Linked DNA regions of Sus scrofa: region 1 is linked to region 2. Evidence: chromatin contacts called from public HiChIP or PLAC-seq data. All regions are on one chromosome and are shown on one strand. The core of a region is the stretch at or near the end of the contact, and the rest is flanking DNA. Distances in the headings are between cores, read along the strand shown.

Region 1 (5,905 bases), core at 980-3,479, 310 kb after region 2:
CTTATTGTATCATACATCCTATGCACACATTTATGCCAGTACCTCTTTATCATGGCAGGTGGCAATGATGGACATTTCTTAGTTCATAGGGGAAAAAAATCCAAGTTGTTGAATAGAATTTTCTTGGTTTTTAAGATTTTTAGAAAAATTTTTTTCCTCTAAATTTTGATGTCTTTAAATTTTTTTTATTAAAGTAGTCGATACAGTGTTGTGCCAGTTTCTGCTGTACAGCAAAGTGACCCACATGTACATTTATATAGCACTTTTCTGCTGTCCAGGAAAGTGACCCATGCATACATCTATATACATTATTTTCCATCATAGTTTATCCCAAGAAATTGGATGTAGTTCTCTGTGGTATACAGTAGGACTCCATTACTTATCCATTCTTTTTTTTTTTTTTTTTTGGTCTTTTTGCCTTTTCTGGGGCTGCTCCCGTGGCATATGGAGGTTCCCAGGCTAGGGATCTAATTGGAGCTGTAGCCGCTGGCCTACGCCAGAGCCACAGCAATGAGGGATCCGAGCCTTGTCTGCGACCTCCACCACAGCTCATGGCAATGCCAGATCCTTAACCCACTGAGCAAGAGCAGGGATCAAACCTGCAACCTCATGGTTCCTAGTCAGATTCATTAACCACTGCGCCATGACAGGAACTCCTGCTTATCCATTCTAAATGTGATATAAACTTTGATGTCTTCTACATGTCCATGCTGGAATCTAATATGAAATACCTAATTTATCATATTATTAAGCTTAGTATATTAGTATTAATCTGTAATGGTAATGTGATTACAACCATTGCATCCTCTGGAGGAGGTGAGGAACATGTGGTTTGAAACTCTCTATTGACTTGGGACAGCACAAGGTAACGATTGTAGGCATCTGTGAGGGCAGTTTCTTGTCCCCTACACCATTTTCTGTTTAGATAGATTAATACTGAAATTGGGAAGGGGCAGCAATTTGTAGTAATTGGTCTTCTGTACCTTTATCAGAGCTCGAATATATGTAGTTACTAAATATGCTTAATGGTTATAATGTCAGCCTTTGTGGAGAGAAAAACAAACTGATGATTACATTATTTTGACTGTTAGGATTTTTATCTTTTCAGAAAAAAAAAAAACCCACATCTGGTCTCACATTGTTAATTAACCACTATTTACTGAACTGTGATGAAGGATGTGTTTCTTGCCGTGTTGGGGTGTTTTCTTCCTCAGTCATTTGTGATGATTGTGGAGGGTTAGTGTTTGTAGAGCTGGTGGTTTAGTCCGAGTTGGTTTTAAGTTCTCTTGCCACCACCATTTCTGTGCTTTTACCTCTGTTAAGCAATAAAAAGTACTTTGGAGGAGTTGGTGTTAGTGGCTTGAACAGGAACCTTGTTTTGTCATTGGAACTAAAACCATCTTCCCTCCTGCTACATTTCTCACTGCTTGTGTCCTACATGTTGAAAATAATTGGTGGTGAAGGTTTAGAATTTCTCAAATATGGGGATTCCTGTTATGGCTCAGTGGGTTAAGAACCTGACATAGTGTCCATGAGGATATGGATTTGATCTCTGGCCTCTCTCAGTGGGTTAAGGATCCACTGTTGCTGCAGACTGCAGTGTAGGTTCACAGATGCAGCTCAGTTCCACTGTTGCCATGACTGTGGTATAGGCTGGCATCTGCAGTTCTGATTTCGACCCCTAGCCTGGGAACTTCCATATGCTGCAGGTGTGGCTGTGAAAAGAAAAGATTTTTTTTTTTTCAAATATTCATTATGAGCTAAATATTACATTTTGACTGTTAACTGCTAGTAGTTCAGTTGACAAACCAACACTTATTGATCCTTGGCACTTTTCTGTTCTTCCCTAACTCATGGTACTTATTCCCACTCACATAAAGGCTAATCAGAAAGAAGACACCCTGAAGAAGAATTAGCCATCAGCTGGTTATTCTGGGGAGACCCGATAGTGGCAATCAGTGGATCTCCAGGGTTGGGGTATGATGGTGATTATCTTATCTCTCCTGAGTATTCAAGCCAGGGTTGAAACTCATTATCACTATTTTTTTGTTGTTGTTTGAGATAATTGTAGATTCTCAAGCAGTTGTAAGAAATAATGCTGAGGTCCTCTGTACCTTTTATCCAGTTTTTCTCATTATAATCTCTTACACAACTGTAATGTGATATCACAGCCAGGGTACTGACATTGATGAAATCTAGAAGCAGAAGAATTCTGTCACAACAAGGATCCTCCTTATTGGCCTTTTTTATAGACACAGTCACTCCCCAGTCTTGCCTCTGGCAAGGACTCATCTGCTCTCTTCTCCATCGCTATTATTTTGTCATTTCAAGAATGTTATGTAAATAGAATCATAGAGTATTTGACTTTTTGGATTGACTTTTTTTTCACTCAGCATAATTAAGACTTATTATCAATTTTGACTAATATGAATTTCTAGTGGTTTGGGCTGTGTTCTTGAAATGCCAAAAATATTTGGGGAGGGGGTGGTGTAAGGGAAGGTGGATTTAAATACTGAGAAAATTTAGCTTCTAAATATGAAATTTAAATTTTTTGAAAATTTAAATATGAGAAAATTCAATAATATGTATAAAATAAAGATCAAAGGCCATTAGGTCTTGGATGAACAAGAGTTGAGAGATTACACCACATTTGGGATATTTCAATATATATAGTTCTTTTCCATAAAAACGATTTTTTTTTATCGTAATGTAAGTGGTAAAGTTAGTCTTACCATGTGTGATCCCTCATTCAGAGAAATTACTTGCTCTTCCCCAACTGAAGTGGCATTTACAATTCAGAAGGAGGTCTAATGAATGCACTCATAAAGGAGTCCTAGTGGAACAATTTGAAGAACAAAATAAAAAGAGATTATAACCTCTGGGGGAAAAATATCCATGAACTAATGCCAATATATGTCAATTATCAAATAAATAGATGGAGGAGAAGAGACAGCTCTTTGTTACAGTAGAACTCCAATAAAGAATGTAGAAGGTATGATGGAGATGGAAAATCACCAGTAGGCAAACCTCACAATAATAGCTGTTGCAAGCAAGCCAAAATTAGTGGGGCAGAGTATGATGAGAAATGTATGTATATATCAGATGTAAGAACACTTGCAGAGTCTCAGAGTGGCTCCCCCACATGATTATTTAATTACAAAGAGGAAATCTATATTTTTATAGTGAAGAAAACTAGCAGACACCAAGTTAAGCAGGTGATCAAAGTTATATCACAAGACATATCAACATCATGATGCACCAAGAAGGGCATAGCTGAGATAGTGTTCTTTTTTTTTATTTTTTATTACTCAATGAATTTTATTACATTTATATTTGTACAACGATCATCATAAATTTTATAGAATTTCCATCTCAAACTCCAATGCATCCCCCCACCCCCTAACCTGTCTCATTTGGAAACCATAAGTTTTTCAAAGTCTGTGGGTCAGTATCTGTTCTGTAAAGGAGTTCATTGTGACCTTTTTTGAGATACCACATGTAAGTTGTAGCATATGGTGTTGGTGTCTTGATGTCTGTCTTCACTTAGCATGATAATTTCTAGGTCCATCCATGTTGCTGCAAAAGCCATTCTTTTTTTTCTTTTTAATGGCTGAGTAATATTCCATTGTGTAAATGTACCACATCTTCTTTATCCACTCCTCTGTGGATGGACATTTAGGTTGTTTCCATGTCTTGGCTATTGTATAGAGTGCTGCAATGAACATTGGAGTACATGTGTCTTTTTTTTCTTTCTTTCTTTCTTTTTTTTTTTTTTTTTGGCTTTTTGCCTTTTCTAGGGCTGCTCCTGTGGCATATGGAGGTTCCCAGGCCAGGGGTCTAATTGGAGCTGTAGCTGCCGGCCTACACCAGATCCACAGCAACTCAGGATCCAAGCCACGTTTGCGACCTACACCACAGCTCACGGCAATGCTGGATCCCTAACCCACTGAGCGAGGCCAGGGATGGAACCCACAACCTCATGGTTCCTAGTCAGATTCGTTAACCACTGAGCCACGATGAGAACTTCTATGTATCTTTTTGAGTCATGATTTTCTCTGCATAAGTGCCCAGGTGTGGGATTGCTGGATCAAAATGGTAATTCTGTTTTTAGTTTGCTGAGGAATCTCCATACTGTTTTCCACAGTGGTTGCACCAATTTACAATCCCACCAACAGTGTACCAGGCTTCCTTTTTCTCCACACACTCTCCAGCACTTATAGTTTGTAGACTTTTTTTTTTTTTTTTTTTTTTGTCTTTTCTAGGGCCGCTCTCTCAGCATATGGAGGTTCCCAGGCTAGGTGTTGAATCAGAGCTGTAGCCACTGGCCTACACCAGAGCCACAGCAATGCAGGATCCAAGCCGCATCTGCAACCTACACCACAACTCACGGCAACACCAGATCCTTAACCCACTGAGCAAGGGCAGGGATCGAACCCGCAACCTCATGGTTCCTAGTCGGATTCGTTAACCACTGTGCCATGATGGGAACTCCCTGTTTGTAGACTTTGATGATGACCATTCTGGCTGGTGTAAGGTGGTACCTTGATTTGCATTTCTCTAATAGTGATGTTGAACATCTTTTCATGTGTTTTTTGGCTGTCTGTATGTCTTCTTTGGAGAATTGTCTGTTTAGATCCTCTGCCCATTTTTTGATGGGGTTATTTGTTTTTTTGGTATTGAGCTGCAGAGGGTGTTTATAAATTTTGGAGATTAATCTCTTTGTCAGTCACTTCATTTGCAAATATTTTCTCCCATTCTATGGGTTGTCTTTTTGTTTTGTTTAGGGTTTCCTTTGCTGTGCAGAAACTTTTAAGTTTAATTAATCCCTGTTTGTTTATTTTTGTTTTTACTGTCATTGCTCTAGGAGCTGGATCTGAGAACCTGAGAATATTGATGTGGTTTATGTCAGAGAGTATTTGGCCTGTGTTTTTCTCTAAGAGTTTTATAGTATCAGGTCTTATATTTAGGTCTCTAATCCACTTTGGGTTTATTTTTGTGTGTGGTGTTAGGGAGTGTTCTAATTTCATTCTTTTTTGTTTGTTTGTTTTTGTGGTTTTTTTTTTTTGAGTCTTTTTAGGGCTGTGCTCATAGCATATGGAGGTTCCCAGGCTAGGGATCCAATTGGAGCTGTAGCCACAGCAACGAGGGATCTGAGCCACGTCTGCAACCTACATCACAGCTCACGGCAATGCTGGATCCTTAATCCACTGAGTAAGGACAGGGATCGAACCCACAACCTCATGGTTCCTAGTTGGATTTGTTAACCACTGAGCCACAAGGGGAACTCCTCTAATTTCATTCTTTTATATGTGGCTGTCCGTTTTCCCAGCACCACTTATTGAAGGGGCTGCCTTTTCTCCATTGTATATTCTTGCCTCTTTTGTCATAGATTAGTTGACTGTAGGTGCTTGGGTTTAATTCTGGGCTTTCTATCCTGTTCCACTGATCTGTAGTTCTGCCTTTGTGTCAGTACCATACAGTTTTGATGACTGTAGCTTTGTAGTATTGTCTGAAGTCAGGGAGCCTGACTCCTCCAGCTCCATTTTTCTTTTTCAGGATGTCTTTGGTTATTCTGGGTCTTTTGTGCTTCCAAACTTTAAAATATTTTGTTCTAAGCAAAATCCAAACAAAAAACAAAAGCAAAAAATGAGTTCCCATCATGGCGCAGTGGAAATGAATCTGACTAGAAACTATGAGGTTGCAGGTTTGATCCCTGGCCTTGCTCAGTGGGTTAAGGATCCAGTGTTGCAGTGAGCTGTGGTGTAGTTTGCAGATGCGGCTTGGATCCTGCATTGCTGTGGCTGTGGTGTAGGCTGGCAGCTGCAGCTCCAGTTCAACCCCTAGCCTGGGAACCTCCATGTGCTGTGGGTGTGGTCCTAAAAAGCAAAAAAAAAAAAAAAAAAAA
Region 2 (5,536 bases), core at 1,414-3,913:
AGCATGTTAAGTAGCTCTTTAACGGGGAGGTTCTTTTCAGAATTCTGTCCAAATTCACACTTGATTGTCAGGATTGCTGTGGTCCAACCAGCAAACCATAGCAGGTAATTTCTGGGGTGAAAGTCTTGCTGTTTATCACATGGGAGACCCACACTCTCTCCCTGTATCTTAGAAACCTGTATGTGCAGGGCCTGGGGCCCCCACTACTCCAGAGATATTGTTGGGGGGGTCTCTCCTCTCCTTCAAAACAAATCCTAAAGTATTGTTCAACCAGCAGTTACCATCCCCCTTCTCAGAAGACTCATCTTTTCCTTCAATGCTAGAAATATTTGGGGTGTGAAACCTTCACCAACTGCCTTGAGCACTGGGGCAAGCAGGCTTCACGTGTCTTTTTCAGTTATCCGTCCTTCCTTCCTTCCTCTCTTTCTTTTTCATTCACTCTCTTTTTTGGATCTCTCTCTTTTCTTTTTCTTTTTTTTCTTTTCTTTTCTTTTTTTTTTTTTTTTTTTTGCTGGCTGACATTCTCAGTAAGGGTCCTTCCTCACTATCGGATTGATTCCTGTGTAGCCTTTTCGGGGGGAGAACAGGAGAAGAGGTCATTTAACCTAATTTGGTTTAAGCCTCAGGGTGGCCTAGAATCCTTACAGCTAGAATTCTCCATCTGCTCTCAGGCAGTTCTGCACCCAGCCCCATCTGTCTTCCCTAGGATGTAAGGCTGAGTTTGGGCATCAAAGCATATATATAAATATATATATATATATATATATAAAACTGTATCACTGTTTTAACAAGTTTGTGTTTTATCTGTGGAGTGACTTCCCTTCCATTCAGAGTAGTCCTACCCAGCCACCCCCTCAGCCTTTGGACTCCTGCCTCCTAAAAGCAGAGCTGTCTGGTTGGCTCACCCTGTACCCCTGAAACCAACACAACAGTGCAAATCAACTGTACTTCAAGAAAGGAAGGAAGGAAGAAAGGAGTAGTATATAAAATAACTTCCAGGAGTTCCTACTGTGGCACAGTGGGTTAAGAATCCCAATGTAGCGGAGGTGCACGTTCCATCCCTGGCTCCGCACGGTGGGTTAAAGGATCAAGCATTGGGGAGTTCCCGTCGTAGCTCAGTGGTTAACGAATCAGACTAGGAACCATGAAGTTGTGGGTTCGACCCTGGCCTCACTCAGTGGGTTGGGGATCCGGCGTTGCCGTGAGCTGTGGTGTAGGTTGCAGATGCAGCTTGGATTTGGTGTTGCTGTAGCTGTGATGTAGGCCAGCAGCTCTAGCTCTGATTAGACCCCTAGGCTGGGAACCTCCATATGCCGCAAGGTGCAGCCCTGGAAATGACAAAAAGACAAAAAAAAAAAAAAAAGGATCAAGCATTGGGACAGCTGTGGCAGAGGTCTCAGGTTTGATCCCTGGCCCAGGAATTTCCATGTGTAATGGATGTGGCCATTAAAAACAAAAACAAAAACAAAATCAAACAAACTTCCAGGGTTTGAATCTGAGTAACCTGGGAGAATGATAGCATAATTAATGGAATAGGGCAATTATAAGGCTAAGTGACTTAAAAAAGAAAAAGGAGTATGTACATTTGTTTTTGTGCATGCTAAATTTGAGGTGGAGTTGGACACCTCAGTAATGATATTCATGAGGCAGTGGTTGTTAGGGGACATTTTAGACTGGTATTTGCCAGAGGGCATAGGAAATCCATATTTTGCTCTTACGACTTTTTCTTCCCTTTTTGATAATTTAAAAAATTGATACAATAAATAATAATAATAAATTGATGTATAATTGGTATATAGCATTATATTGGTTTCAGGTTTTCAATGTGATTTGGTATTCATATGTATTGTATTCATGTACAGTATTCATGTATTCATATGTACAGTAAGTCTTATCTGTCATGTGGTTCCAATTTTTTTTTTCTTATGATGAGAACTTTTAAGGTCTGTTATCTTAGCAACTTTCAAATATGCAGTACAGTATTAACTATAGTCACCGTGTTATACACTGTAAGAGTTTTCTTTTTCTGTTCCCTCCCTCAAAACTAAATTCCATTTGCTTAGAGTGCAAATTATCACTGTGCTTCAATAAAACTTGTAAATTATACCTCAGTAAAACTTAAGAAAAAAATTCCATTTGCTCTTCCAAACTCAGTTCACATGATTGTTTACTCTGTCTCGCCAAAATAAGCCCTCTGAGCTCTTTTTGATGGGTCTTTATGGCACCTCCAGCATTCTACTCTCTGGTATCCTAATTTTCCCAATGCTCCCAGATTATCCCTTGAGTGCAAGGAACATTGTACACATGTCTCTGTGGTGCACAGCACTGTGGACAGTGCTGGGGACTCAATGTTTAAGTATGCTTATTTGAGCTTGTTCCTTTCTTCAGCTGGTATCACTGCTTAGAGGAATACAGATTGTTCTTAGAGCTTTAAAGAGATAAGTTGATGCACAAAAAGGACCTTTATATCATGGCTAATAAAAAGTTTGTTTTTGTGCATCAACTTGCCTCTTTAAAGCTCTAAGACCATCTTCCAGGGCTTCCATTTCAGAATTTAACCAGTAAGTGTGTTTATCCTGTCCACGCTCTTAGTGTGTTTCTCCCCCTTTGCTTCTTTCTTTTCAGTTACAGGGTTATGTCATTTTTCTTAAACCACAGAGACTCTTCTCTGTAGACCATTTGATCTCTGGTTCCACTTTCGATTTCTGAGGTTCACTGCCAAGCTATGCAGGAGTAGTCTGTTAAGAATATACTTTTTTGGGAGTTCCTGTCGTGGCTCAGGGGTTTACGAATCCAACTAGGAACCATGAGGTTGTGGGTTCGATCCCTGGCCTCGCTCCCTGGCCTTGCTCAGTTGGTTAGGGATCTGGCGTTGCCGTGAGCTGTGGTTCAGGTTGCAGATGCAGCTTGGATCCCGCGTTGCTGTGGCTCTGGTGTAGGCCAGCGGCAACAGCTCCAATTAGACCCCTATCCTGGGAACATCCATATGCTGTGGGTGCGGACCTGAAAAAGACAAAAAGACAAAAAAAAAAAAAAAAAAAAAAAAAGAATATGCTTTTTTGAGAGCCTCGGTCTGTCATAAGAATAGCTTGAAAACCGTCATTCCTTAAACTGACCAGACCTTTGCCCAAATGGAAACTCATTTACCACTTTCTTACCTGTTTGTTCAGAGAACCCTGAAAGGGTTCACTGTGTTTGCCCTCCATTGAGCATTTTCCTGCTGAAAGTGTTTAGAGTCATTCATACATGTGGCCCTCTCCTCGGTCAGCCTCCCCCTCAGATTGGCCGTGAAAAAGCTGAGTTCACGCCTCACACCCACCATGGAAAAGACCACTCTGTTTACAGTCTCCTTCCAGAAAATGTGTGTTTATCCCTACTTCTGTTTCCTGGTCCTAATCCAGACCTCTGTTCAAGATAAATATTCTACTGGCTTCACACAGTTTCATCCTCATAAAAACGAGTGACCAGATAGATACCTGTGTACTAATGCACTTCATACAGGAAAAGTGTTAACGGCAGGTGAGACTCGGATTAATAAAGGAGTGCTTGATTTGGTTTCTCATGGTCAGAGATTAAGAAAACAAGCCACCTACATTTACTAGTGCATGAGTTATATATGCTTCCAGCTTCAGGAGGCTCTCAGACATCTGTCCCTCCCATTTGAATTTTGTGAATATCAGACTTTTTTTCATTTTAAAAACTTTTATTGAAGTATAGTTGATTTCCAAGGTTGTGATCATTTCTTCTCTACAACGAAGTGATTCAGTCATACATGTGCTCACATCCATTCTCTTTCAGATTCTTTCCCACATAGATTAGCACAGGATATTGGGTAGAATCTTATACAGCAGGTCCCCACTGGCCAGTCATTGTAGATACCTCAGTGTGCATATGCCAATCCCAAACCCCCAGTCCATTCCTCTCTACTTTGGTAACTGTAAGTTTTTCAAAGTCTATGAGTCTGTTTTTGTTCTGTAGATAAGTTCATTTGTATTCTTTTTAAGATTCCACGTATAAGTGATATCATATGATGTTTGTCTTTTACTGTCTGACTAACCTCACTTAGTGTGATCATCTCTAGGTGCATCCATATTGCTGCAAATGGCATTATTTCATTCCTTACTGCTAATATTCCATTGTATATATGTACCAAGTCTCCCCCTCCTCCCCCACTTCTTCTTTTTTTCTTTCTTGGCTGTAGTGTTACCGGGTCACGGTAACTTAATCAGACCTTAACCACAGTTGTGACCTGCCCTGCGGCTTCAGCAACACCGGATCCTTAACCCACTCTGCCTGGCGGGGGATCAAACTTGCATCCCAGTGCTCCAGAGACCCCCCCCCCAATCCCTTTGTGCTACAGCGGGAACTTCTGTACCACATCTTTTTTATCCATTCATCTGTCAGTGGACATTTAGGTTGCTCCTTTGTCTTGCCTGTTGTGAGTAGTGCTGCTGTGAACATTGGGGTGCCTGTATCTTTTCAAATTAGGGTTTTCTGCAGATAAGTGCCCAGGAGTGGATATCAGGTGGTTTTTTAAATTTATTTTATTTTTTTTTTAGGGCTGCACCTGTGGCGTACGGAAGTTCCTAGGCTAGAGGTTGAATCAGAGTTGTAGCTGCTGGCCAATGCCACAGCCAGGGCAATGCCAGACCGGGCAGCCTCTGCGACCTACACCTCATGGCAATGCTGTGATCGGCTCACTGCAATACTGGATCCTTAACCTACTGAGCAAGGCCAGGGATAGAACTCTCTTCCTCATGGATACTAGTGGGGATTGTTACCACTGAGCCACACAGGAACTCCTGGGTATCAGCTTTGAAATCAGCAGGCCAACTAGTACTTGAGAGTATTTATTCCATGGTGGCTGTCCCCACACAATGATGAGAGTTGACACTTTTTATTTCCCAGAGAACACAGCTTAGTTTGGGAAGAGGCCCGGAGAGTCACCCTCTGCAGCCTTTGTTCCGTGAGAGTCGTGCTCCCTGTTTTTCAGAAAAGCAATGACAAGTTAATGGGCATCAGGGGTATTGCAATTTTGATCTCTTGGCCTTTCTTTCGTCTCTGGACTGTTTTGCAAGTTCCTCTTCAGGATGCCATACCCTTAATTTGCCACTTTAATCAACTCTGAGGAGGTGGTTTCTTATGAGGTGTGGGGACAGGGGACACCAGAGAAAAGATCATTTTCTGAGTATTGCTTCTCAAGGCTTAAAGGTTTCTTTTCATCCCTTCCTGTGTGATTTGACTTCCACATCTGAGCCAGAAGCACCTGTGTCTCTGCGTGGCCGCTGCCATCTCCCAGAAGGGGTGTCTGGGGGTGGGGAGGCCATCGGGAGTGGAGGGTCTTGGCCTTAGATGTTGTCAAGAAAGGTAGGAATATGCTTGTCCCCACCAAGAGTGCCGTTGGCCAGAGGTCCTCTTAATTAATCCTTTGTTTTCCTTGGCAAAGACAGAGAAAGACTTTTTTTTTTTTTTTTTTTTTTTTTTTGTCTTTTTGCCATTTCTTGGGCCACTCCCACGGCATATGGAGGTTACCAGG

What was found. HiChIP or PLAC-seq counts read pairs in DNA pulled down with a chosen protein or histone mark.
Region 1: a contact with region 2 is called in an H3K27ac HiChIP or PLAC-seq map of alveolar macrophages. The contact joins two enhancer-like sites. A contact is called at or near these places in 2 of 5 promoter capture datasets (fetal liver and liver) and 1 of 2 datasets of contacts at active chromatin or transcription factors (alveolar macrophages).

Annotation. Positions count from the first base shown.
Region 1 is chr8:48,027,867-48,033,771 of Sscrofa11.1, forward strand. All of the region lies in intron 1 of LOC110262100 (rap guanine nucleotide exchange factor 6-like), which reads left to right. Among named protein-coding and RNA genes, the nearest start is that of RAPGEF2, 150 kb to the right of the region's middle. Within about 2 kb of position 2,230, at least 1 of the 83 cell types and tissues checked has an H3K27ac peak or open chromatin away from gene starts, as enhancers often do. A contact at or near this core is called in alveolar macrophages, where this site is marked.
Region 2 is chr8:47,717,283-47,722,818 of Sscrofa11.1, forward strand. All of the region lies in intron 1 of FNIP2 (folliculin-interacting protein 2), which reads left to right. Among named protein-coding and RNA genes, the nearest start is that of FNIP2, 17 kb to the left of the region's middle. Within about 2 kb of position 2,664, at least 18 of the 83 cell types and tissues checked have an H3K27ac peak or open chromatin away from gene starts, as enhancers often do. A contact at or near this core is called in alveolar macrophages, where this site is marked.